Regions from separate parts of the Salmo salar genome. Here region 2 is linked to region 1. Evidence: chromatin contacts called from public Hi-C data. All regions are on one chromosome and are shown on one strand. The core of a region is the stretch at or near the end of the contact, and the rest is flanking DNA. Distances in the headings are between cores, read along the strand shown.

Region 1 (5,738 bases), core at 2,376-4,875:
ATTATACACCTGACTATATGTCTACCAAATCCCTGACTTTGTGCAAGTGTACCTACAAGAATTTATGCTGTTTTGAAGACAACGGGTGGTCACACCAAATATGGATTTGATTTCGATTTTTCTTCTGTTCACTCACTTTGCATTTAGTTAATTGATAAATATTATCTATTAACATGTCTATTTTTGAAATCATTCTTACTTTATAGCATTTTTTCACACCTGCCTAAAACTTTTGTGCTGTACTGTACTATTTAAAGTGTTGTTACCATTCATACAATAAACTGTGAAGGTTGTTGTATCCCCATTGATTTCAATGGTGGAATGCAGGCTTCAACATTCTAAACTGAAATGCCACAGAACTTTCAGAATTCAAACTAAAATATAAAAACACATTCTGAAGGAACGCAATCAAAGGAAATTGCATTTTCTAATCATTTGTATTATTGTTTTGCCGCTTGTTGGAGCTTCCAAATGTGGACAGTGTGCCGATTCTGAAATGTGTCCCTGTGTCGATTGTGATATGTGGCCCATGTACCAAATGTGAAATATGGCCTGTAGCCTATGCCAATTGTCTGACAAAGAGGGACAAAATACCCCAAACAATCACTAAATATTGGGTTTCAGAAAGACTAATGGTATGGGTTTCAGGCCTCAGGACTCTGAAGATATGGCGTTAACCAAACAATCTGCCAAAGTATAGACATGAATGCTGGTTAGCCAATGAGCAGTAAGACCCCACCTTTGATTTAAAGTGCAATCTGAGGCAGGCACATTCCATTTAATGACAAATCAAATACAAATAAATAAATATTCTCTGTGTGTTGCCACCTTGTCTTGGTAGAGGAGCTTGTTAGTCTCAAAGATCCCAAGAGGGGGAGGTTCCAGACTAAGAGTGATCCTAAACAAATTTCCAGAATGGAAAACATTGCCATCAGTTTGTCAAAACCACTCTTACTGCAACACACTTTAATGCTTAAGTTACACCCAATGTAAGTAGGCAATGCAAAAACGAAGTACCTGGAGCTGAAGACAAATATGACTGTTTGATGTGCTATGTTGTTGCATCATTCCCATGCTCCAATCCTTAATGTCAAGAACATGTGCTTTTTGGTGCTAGCTCTAAGGACCTCACCTCATGATACAAAAGGTGGTGTAATACAGCTATATAGGTTTTGTCTACTTATTGTTAAATCCAGTGCAAGCTGGTGGGAGGAGCTATAAGAGGAAATGCTCATTGTAATGGCTGGAATGGAATTAATGAAGTGGTTCCAAACACATGGAAACAACGTGTTTGACTCCGTTCTATTCCAGCCATTACAATGAGCCTGTCCTCCTAAAGCTCCTTCATGAAAAATGTAGCATTTCTAGTTTCCTTGAGGACCGACTTTACAATAGGCACATTGTCATAATTGCAGCAATAAATAATATGCTTTCTTATTGTTTGATTCAACAGCTCATAAAATATCTTATTTTGGCGAGGATCTTTAAAGGGCACTAGGGAAAGAGGAAATTGCTCCTATTACTACTCCATTAGTTTCTAATATGGGTGATCTTTATGGGTTTATTGGTTTATAGTCAACTGTCCTGGAGTGTGAGGATATACAGACCACCTTGGTGCGGTCCCACATGGGACTGTGTAATCATTTTCCAATGGAGACATTTAATAAAAGCTTGCTCCAGCCAAGTGGAAATCCAGTTAGAGGAATCCCTATCCATCATCATTACCTACTGTCTTTGGGTCTGTGTATTTGTCCCTTTTCAATGGGCTATGCCAAATCCCTTCTTTTGCTGAAGATGTCAATAAGGTAATATACTTAGACTGCATTAAATAACGTGTTCACTTTATTAGGTTTACTAGCAGTGAATAATCCAGGCTGTATCACAACCGGCTGTGATTCGGAGTCCCATAGGGCGGCGCACAATTGGCCCAGCGTCGTCTGGATTTGGCCGGTGTAGGCCATCATTGTAAATAAGAATTTGTTCTTAACTGACTTGCCTAGTTAAATAAAGGTTAAATTAAAATAAATAATAATACACACAAAATAGTGCCAAAATATCAGTATTTTGAGTAGACCTATTAATTAAGATTTAACACAACTATAGCTGGGATTTCAAACTCTGTAATACAAGTGACTCCTGATAAGTGCACTTCAGATAAGTGCTATAAAGTTTCATTCCGATAACATGTGTTTTAGTGCATGCTGTCACAACAGCCTCAATCTATTGCATTTATTTGGAGTTGATTAAACTGTAGACAGATGTGACCATGATCTCAATTGCCATGCCTGTAATAATGTAAACACGCAGCATGCTATAATCTAGTGGTTAGAGCGTTGGGCCAGTAATCTGTCGTTCTTCCCCTAGGCAGTTAACCCACTTTTCCCCGGGAGCCGAAGACGTGGATGTTGATTATGGCAGCCACCCGCACCTCTCTGATTCAGAGGGGTTGGGTTAAATGCGGCAGGCACATTTCAGTTGAATGCATTCAGTTGTACAACTGACTTTCCCTTTCCCTTTCCTGCTTTATTCTTTCCCTGATGATGGGGCTGCTGGACCATAGACTGTATTGCACAGCTGGAGAAGTAAAGTTTTCTAATGATCCAATAGATGGCAGTAAAGTACCAGACATCCATCCCTTTCATGCTCTGTGGCCTTCTTAAATATGGTGTGTGTTGGTGATACATTGACACATTTTGAAGGGAGACATTTGTGCTGCTGCAATATGCTGACTTTAGACACTGATATGGTATTGATTTAAACTTTTATTTTACCTTGGGGGTTGGGTCAATACTATAAGTATACTTTTTATTTCTAGAAGTTATTCAAAATATTATTAAAGGTTACTAAAGAAGACAAGACAGATTTCACAAATACGTCTGGATGTTCATGAAATCTCTGTACTGGACAAGCCCCTCAAATGTAAATTGTATCAAGTTCCATCTGAGAATGTCCTGCAGGTTAGATAGGTCAGCGAACCCCCCAATTGATATTCTGCTTCAACACTATGATCTCTAGGGTGGCATTTTATCCATGTCCTAATCAGCACTTAAAGAGCAGACATTATGCCAACTGCATGAGAAATTAGAAAATGTAAATGTACTTTATAAATATCTATCTAAACATCCCTGTCTTAAAACCATGCTGAACTAGCAAGCAGTTATGTACTTTTTATAAATATCCATCTAAACATCTGTCTTAAATACTAAACTAACACGAATTGATGTCTCTGTGGCTGCTTTAAGAAATTGTTCTCTAGAGAGAGTTTGTAGGTTAATTTATTCTCTATCAGGTTGGCAGTGTGTGTGTGCTGTCACCAGTTTTAAACCTGCGGCAGTGCTCACCTTGTTTGCAGAACTGCCCAAGATAACTTATAATAGCTCCTTAGGGTGGCTGCTGCCGGTTGACTCTGGCAGTGCATAAGAAAGCAGTTTATTTGTTTGTTTGTCCCGTGAGTTTTTGGCCGGGCTGTCCTGGGTCCTGTTTGGCTTCGGTCCCTGTTGGGCTTCTATTTCTGAAACCCAAGTGGCTCTTAATGAACCTGGCAGGGCTGGCACGGGCCCTCAGCAAACCCAGGCCTGAGCAGACCCTTCTTCTTCTGCCTTGGCAGACACCCTCAGTTTGCTCTCTCTGGCTTCCTAATTTAGTAACGGCGGATAAAAATATGCGCTAACGAACAAGGTCTGGTATGTCAGGCTGGCGTCCAGGGGAGAGAGCGAGGGGGAGCAAGAGAGGGAGAAAAGGGGGGTGTTGTTTTCACAGCAGGCACCCAGTGACAGAGGAGTTAAGCCACGGCACAGACTTCTCCTACATCTGTGTGTGCTCTGAATTTCTTCCCCCCAGCCAAACAATCTCTCCCCTTTACCTTTAAATCCCACTGTTAGTAGCTTATGTAAGAAACCTCCACAGTGAGTGCTGTTATAGTGAGTCTGCAGTGAGTTTGGGCTCCTGGCTATATTTGTAACAATGTCTTGTGTGAAAATGCTGGACTGTCTGTGACACCTGGCCTCTCTGGGTCTTTCCTGGGCATCAAAGGGCATTCTAAAGGGGAGCTGCTGTTTGATTATTATTTGAAAACTTTTATATTTTCATGTATGTCAATGATCAATTAGGCTTATGTGAAAAGTTGTCCAACCTCCCTAGTTTTTTTCTGCTTGTAATTAAATCCTCACCTTTAGACATTGTCATGACAATCTCCCCATCCTGTTCACAGTTCAAGGGGCTCATGTCAACCTTGTTGACATCACTTGCATGTCCCGCAGCTACAAATTAAATCAAACCCCCCTAGCATGTGGTTAAAGGAGGCAATAGCACACAGACAGACAGTCTTTTACTATGTAGCATTTTTAGGCAGTGTGATTATAGTTTAGCATTCAGTTCTTGGAAACACAGCTAAATGAGTGACTCAATAAGAGATAATTAGTGTCATAGACCAACCTGTGCTGTACCTCTGTGAAAAATAGAGAGGTGAACAGGGACTACAGGTGATTTCCCCTGGGCTGCACTGTAGGTACAAGGCAGCACCTCTGTGTTTGTGATCATGAGCTGTTTTCATGTTGACAAACCGCTCTGTCTGCATCTCAGCACCCACCTTTCCACCCCCCACCTGGTGTGGTGCACTGTGCTCTCTGCCACACAGACACCAAGCTGCCAAGCCACAGGACCTTATTTGAGTCACGTAACGGAGACAGGTTTCACAGTAACATTATCTTTATTGAGTTGAAGATGAAAATAACTTATTTACACACCATCAAGAGTTGTATTTTCTAATGAATATAATTGCAATGCATCATTTACAGCTTTGAACCCATTTATATCTCATCAAGGACAGTGATTTGTTTTTGATTTACCCTCAGATATCTCTAATTGTTTCAGGAATCCAGCATGGTATTCAGGTTGTACATTTTTTCTTTTTTAATTGTTACAAGCATAACCTTTTATACACAGGTCTTATGTTTATGAGTGAAAACATAACAACTGGAAAGGAGCATGATAGAAATATCTTACAATTGGACTAATTGACATATTTTAGGAATTTGTCTAAGCCTTTTCGATATCATACTCATGTTTGCTAGGGAAGTCATGGTTATTTGTCTGAGCCACAAACTAACACCTCACTTTCAGTCATACAGATGTCCCCACTTCCTTTCTTAGTTTACCAACAAACATTCATCCCTCGGCCATATGATCCCCTGCATTGCTCAACCTACGTTCTCTAAGGTGTTTCCAATCACAAACTTCAGATGTGCTCTTTGAATATGATACAGAACTTGGAGTACTGTGTAAATATTAGAGACACCCTTCCAAAAAAAGGGATAGTTTAACATATCAGTTAACATACAGTATGATCTAAAGTTGTATGTGTTGAGTGCTTAGTCTGTGTTTGTACTGTTACATGATACTGTACCGTCATTTTTCTAGGATAGCCAAGGCTTTGAAATGCAGTTCACTACCAGGTAAAAACTCATCCGAGGAGCCACATCTTTTCCTAACCTTGAGGTAAAACAACGTTGAAGTTAAACAACACAATGCTGTCTGCCAGAGAGGAGGAAAGATTTCCAACTTTCTCCGAATTTATCTCCATCTTATGATTATTTATAATGAACTGAAACCAAATTTTGGGAAAAATCTGGAGCACATTCTTGGCTGTAAAATTGCATAAGTGGTTTAACACTTCAACAAAGGTGTCTTATTCTGACTCACAGCACATATGCTAATAGCTTCACAGCTGCTGCACTTCA
Region 2 (5,810 bases), core at 2,520-5,019, 110 kb after region 1:
GGCTGCATTATGACTCATGTTTGACACCTTTTTAAGACTTGTATTGCTCACAGGAAGTGGGATGAACTAGTAATGTTTTGACACTATAGCTACATCCTCTGTGTTGTGCGGAGTGGTCTGTGCATTCAGCCAGTCCATGCCTTAGCAGGATGCAGAGTTCTGTATGGTAAAAATAGCACTATGCTTGCAGTCCATCTGCATTGGAAATAAGTAATGTATGGCTTTTGTATTCATTTCAGTCACATGAAAAGTGGTAACCACAATTGCAGCACGACCACCTAGCTGGGTAAAATACAATTTCTCTATTCTCTGGGGAGCCACTGAAACAGCAGGGCAGTCTTTAGCCTTACTGCCATCTCATTCAAACAGTTTACAGCTGAATTCATGTGCACTGTGCCTGTAAAGTACCTACTGTACCCAAACACATACAGTGAGGTAAAAAAGTATTTGATCCCCTGCTGATTTTGTACGTTTGCCCACTGACAAAGAAATGATCAGTCTATAATTTTAATGGTAGGTTTATTTGAACAGTGAGAGACAGAATAACAACAAAAAAATCCAGAAAAACGCATGTCAAAAATGTTATAAAATGATTTGCATTTTAATGAGGGAAATAAGTATTTGACCCCTCTGCAAAACATAACTTAGTACTTGGTGGCAAAACCCTTGTTGGCAATCACAGAGGTCAGATGTTTCTTGTAGTTGGCCACCAGGTTTGCACACATCTCAGGAGGGATTTTGTCCCACTCCTCTTTGCAGATCTTCTCCAAGTCATTAAGGTTTCGAGGCTGACATTTGGCAACTTGAACCTTCAGCTCCCTTCACAGATTGTCTATGGGATTAAGGTGACTGGAGACTTGCTAGGCCACTCCAGGACCTTAATGTGCTTCTTCTTGAGCCACTCCTTTGTTGCCTTGGCCGTGTGTTTTGGGTCATTGTCATGCTGGAATACCCATCCACGACCCATTTTCCATCCACGACCCATTTTCAATGCCCTGGCTGAGGGAAGGAGGTTCTCACCCAAGATTTGACGGTACATGGCCCCGTCCATCGTCCCTTTGATGCGGTGAAGTTGGCAGAAAAACACCGCCAAAGCATAATGTTTCCACCTCCATGTTTGACGGTGGGGATAGTTTTCTTGGGGTCATAGGCAGCATTCCTCCTCCTCCAAACACGGCGAGTTGAGTTGATGCCAAATAACTCCATTTTGGTCTCATCTGACCACAACACTTTCACCCAGTTGTCCTCTGAATCATTCAGATGTTCATTGGCAAACTTCAGACGGGCATGTATATGTGCTTTCTTGAGCAGGGGGACCTTGCGGGCGCTGCAGGATTTCAGTCCTTCACGGCGTAGTGTGTTACCAATTGTTTTCTTGGTGACTATGGTCCAAGCTGCCTTGAGATCATTGACAAGATTCTCCCGTGTAGTTCTGGGCTGATTCCTCACCGTTTTCATGATCATTGCAACTCCACGAGGTGAGATCTTGCATGGAGCCCCAGGCCGAGGGAGATTGACAGTTCTTTTGTTTCTTCCATTTGCGAATAATCGCACCAACTGTTGTCACCTTCTCACCAAGCTGCTTGGCGATGGTCTTATAGCCCATTCCAGCCTTGTGTAGGTCTACAATCTTATCCCTGACATGCTTGGAGAGCTCTTTGGTCTTGGCCATGGTGGAGAGTTTGGAATCTGATTGATTGATTGCTTCTGTGGACAGGTGTCTTTTATACAGGTAACAAGCTGAGATTAGGAGCACTCCCTTTAAGTGTGTGCTCCTAATCTCAGCTTGTTACCTGTATAAAAGACACCTGGGAGCCAGAAATCTATCTGATTGAGAGGGGGTCAAATACTTAATTCCCTCATTAAAATGCAAATCAATTTATAACATTTTTGACATGCGTTTTTCTGGATTTTTGTTGTTGTTATTCTGTCTCTCACTGTTCAAATAAACCTACCATTAAAATTATAGACTGATCATTTATTTGTCAGTGGGCAAACGTACAAAATCAGCAGGGGATCAAATACTTTTTTCCCTCACTGTACAGTACTGCTGTATACCTATTCAGTGGGTAGATTCACAGGTAAATAATATTTTGTTGTTCAGTTCCTTGTACTAGGTTATTACCTTAATATGTATACAAAAGCAAGGCTACTGGCTGGTGGCGTTGTGGTCAGAGTACTAAAGTGTGGACCTGAACATGTCCCTTTACAAACTATGGAATTCTGGTATTGTTGCCTTAAAGAAAACACTTTGACTTAGGGCCAATCCCTGACAACTTTGACTTGGATGACTGCACAAAGTAAGGACAGGGCCAATGGCCCACTCGCCATAGAACCAGAGAGAATGCATTCCCTCTCACTGATAGCTCCCAGTAGTGGTAGAAGTGATGGAAGTTGTATGTTGTTAGATGTTGTTTCCATGTATTCCACTATTAAATCCTAAACATTTCCAGACACCTCATATTATGCTCTATGGCAGTGGATAACTGAGAGAATGACCCCAGCCTCTTTGGAGGGATTGAGTGCAGCTCTTCCCTGATCCCTGGCTCCCAGCTGAAGGATGCAGATGGTTAATAATATCATTTTGTGCATCTCATTAGGTGGCATGCAGGGTAGGACAGACCTGGCAGTGCCAGTGTGGCGTGAGCCCCAGCCCAGCGGCTACAGTAGGTCCTTCAGGAGGAACTCATTAGGTCTCTGTGACTCTGCCCAATAGGCCCTCACCTCACTGTCTGTGGCTCTGCCCAATAGGCCCTCACCTCACTGTCTGTAGCTCTGCCCAATAGGCCCTCACCTCACTGTCTGTGGCTCTGCCCAATTGGCCCTCACCTCACTGTCTGTGGCTCCGCCCAATAGGCCCTCACCTCACTGTCTGTATACATGTACATGTGCCTGCGACATGGTCATCGACAGCTTTTGTCAGATTCTTGGTCATTTATTGCATGCGAGGGGACTGTATTTGTTGTCTGTCTGTGAGTATTGGGAACATTGAAGGCAGTTAGTTAACATGGTCTTCATATCCATGTTAGAGTGATGGTACACTGTCCTTACTGTATAGCAAGACACCCAAGCTGACTGTCAGCATGTTCTGTTCTGTCCTCAGTACCCTGACAGAGATGCTGTATGTTCACTATATTATTCAGACTGCAGCTAGACAGGTTGGTGAAGTGATTACATCCAAAGCTCCAAGAGTCAGTCCAAAGGGACAGATCTTTTTTGCCAATGTGTTCCAAAGAAGAGGCGTAGATGGTTGAGTACAGTAACAGAGGAAAATGGCAGCAGCTGCTAATGTCTGGCCAACCGCTATGGTGACACACAATCAAACCACCAAGGACACCAGGAAGGTCACACGTCCATCTGTTCCTCCTGGATAGTAACAGATCAAGACTGCCTCTTGTTCTCAATCGGCTGCTCACTTTGTGTCGCTCCAAACATGTTTGTGGTACAAGTTTTGTTTGGGGTTTAGGGATGAAAACAGTCACTATATATTTTCTTAGGGCTATCCTTTCATTGTGAACTTGTTTGTTGCCTGAAAGGGTTAACATATTAAAAGGTAGGGTTCAGGCGGCAGATTCTCTTTGGAAGGTAAATAAACACAGTGTTTCCTTTAAGACTGACACCTCCATCCCACCCTCCCTCCTCTAGTTTCCTTCCCTCTATTGACAGGTGCATCTGTTTTTCCCAGTACTTATAAGGCTGGAGAGAGCCTGCAAGATGCCTAGGCCAGCAGAACCCTGGAGGTATTCCGGCCATGACATCCCTCTAAGTCCTCTGTACACAATGACCGGACAGCCTGTCATGGCTGCTATGTGCTGTGTGAGAGGCAGAGGCAGGTGGACGTTAACCCTCTGCCTACCAGACAGGCCACCGTGTCTCATATGATACAGTATTATGATAGTAGTGAAAATACATTATCCAATCAACAGAAGCTATATTTAAAGCTATAGATTATACATTTAATTATGTCCTGCTTCGTGAGCCTAGATATGCTGGGTATAAGTTTGAGTCTGTGGTTGGTGAGGTGATTCGATGCTCTCAGTCTGGGCTGGGTGAAATACTTGGTCTGTCTGTATTTGGTCTTTGGCAGTGCTCGGAGCCCTGTCCCTGTGCTGGGTAAGCGGTAACGTTGTGGGGTGCTGTGCCGCCCCCATGCCAAGGGAGGGGTGTCAGCCGTTGGCACACTGGCAGGAGACTGCAGCTGTTGTTTGTACCAAACTGGGTAGAACAGCAGACACAGACTGCTTGGAAGAGAAACCTCTCTCTCTCCAGTGCTGCTGTCAGATGGCCATTCCTTACATAGCTCTGATTTTTCACAAGCAGCAGCTATTGGGAGAGGAGAGGCCTTTTGCACCAGTTCTGTCTTGTTGCTCGCTCTCTTTTCTCCTCCGGTGGTGTGGCTTGATATCACCACTAAGAGGGGCTTACAAGCACGGAGAGTGTCCTGGGAAATGCTCCGGATCACTGATTAAGCCTAGGGAATGGCGGCACTGATCCAAACCCTAATCTCATCTGATATGCCAGCACTTGTCCTCAGAAAGAAAACTCTTTCTTCATATTGATGTATACCGGCAAAGTGCAAATGAATCATTTTGTCCATGGACATGACATGGCATGTCATTGCAGCTTAGTTTTTCTCTCTTCCACATTGTGGAAGCATATGAACTGTAGCTTGAAAGCTTTTTGGAGCCGTTTTCATAGTTTCCTTTCTGCAGCAGTGTGAAGGAGGTCTTTACCACATGTGATATGAGTTGACTATATGTGTTCATTAAGAATGAACATGAGTCTGGTTTCAATCTGAGATCATAACAGGATTTGGCAGCTGACAAACTAACACATGAAAGTGTGTTTCTGTTAATACACCACATCTTACGTTGAGCAGAAATGAGAATTTCATACAGTCATTTCACTCCTAGAACATTACAGGCACCTCGGGTAAATGAGGCTCTGCAGAGGGGTGATGTTAATTTAGCACGAGTTGCATAAAAGCCAGTGTTTAAGATTAAATAAGGGGGAAGGGCTCCACCATTCTTCCTGCAGTCTTAGGAAAAAAAGGCACCTAAAAGAGTTATTTGGATGTGGAGAACCATTGGAGAACCCTTTGAAGAACCTTGTTGGTTCCAGGTAGAAAGACCCATTTCCTTCCAAGTAGCACCCTTTTTGGTTCCAGTCAGAACCCTTTTTGGTTCCATGTAGAGCCCTTTCTACAGAGGGTTATAAGGGTTCTCCTATGGGGATAGCCGAATAACCCTTTTGGAACCCTTTTTTCTAAGTGTGGAGAGGTCTCACAGTGGCTCAGTCCCAGTGCTCTGCAGACATGAATCATGATAAATAAGGAGAGTGGAGAGCAGTGGGCTCCACATGGTAGTCTGGGTCTAAGTGATCATGACATAAGCCTAGTGAGGGTCAGAATATTCACTCACAACATACAGTATTCTGCTTTTGCAGGCAAATTGTTGTAGCTGTATTTTAATTCTGTATTTTCAGAGAGCAGTTTTTGATAGCAATTATTTTTCAATTGTTCTGTCTAAAATGAGCCATCTGTTTTGGCTCTCGTTCAAATACCTAAACCTTGGCTCACGAGAAGGCTATGAACTTCTTATGCTTTGCTCAAACATAAATGATATGGATGTAATTAAAGCAACTCTGTGATATCATTTTTTACACCTAATTAGCAATCCAATGTGGAATTCTTTGTGTGATACAGTCACACTCCTCAATGCATTAGAGATGCTTTGCACACAGTTTCACTCTTTCCATGCTCTCTCTCACTCTGTTGAGCATTAAGAATGAGAGCTTGTCAGAATGTTAGG

Evidence for each region. Hi-C and Micro-C count contacts between places; a contact is called where the count stands out from the background.
Region 2: a contact with region 1 is called in a Hi-C map of muscle, with 4 times the contacts expected there. The contact joins the enhancer-like site here to the promoter of ttc23 in region 1. A contact is called at or near these places in 2 of 3 Hi-C or Micro-C datasets (gill and muscle).

What each region holds. Positions count from the first base shown.
Region 1 is chrssa10:88,947,916-88,953,653 of Ssal_v3.1, forward strand. It overlaps ttc23 (tetratricopeptide repeat domain 23), which reads right to left and starts at 3,626. Exons shown (of 11, transcript XM_014124115.2): 1 at 3,342-3,626. The coding sequence starts at 3,418.
Region 2 is chrssa10:89,059,857-89,065,666 of Ssal_v3.1, forward strand. All of the region lies in intron 6 of LOC106560805 (myocyte-specific enhancer factor 2A), which reads left to right. Among protein-coding and RNA genes, the nearest start is that of LOC106560804, 34 kb to the right of the region's middle. Within about 2 kb of position 3,770, at least 1 of the 13 cell types and tissues checked has an H3K27ac peak or open chromatin away from gene starts, as enhancers often do. A contact at or near this core is called in muscle, where this site is marked.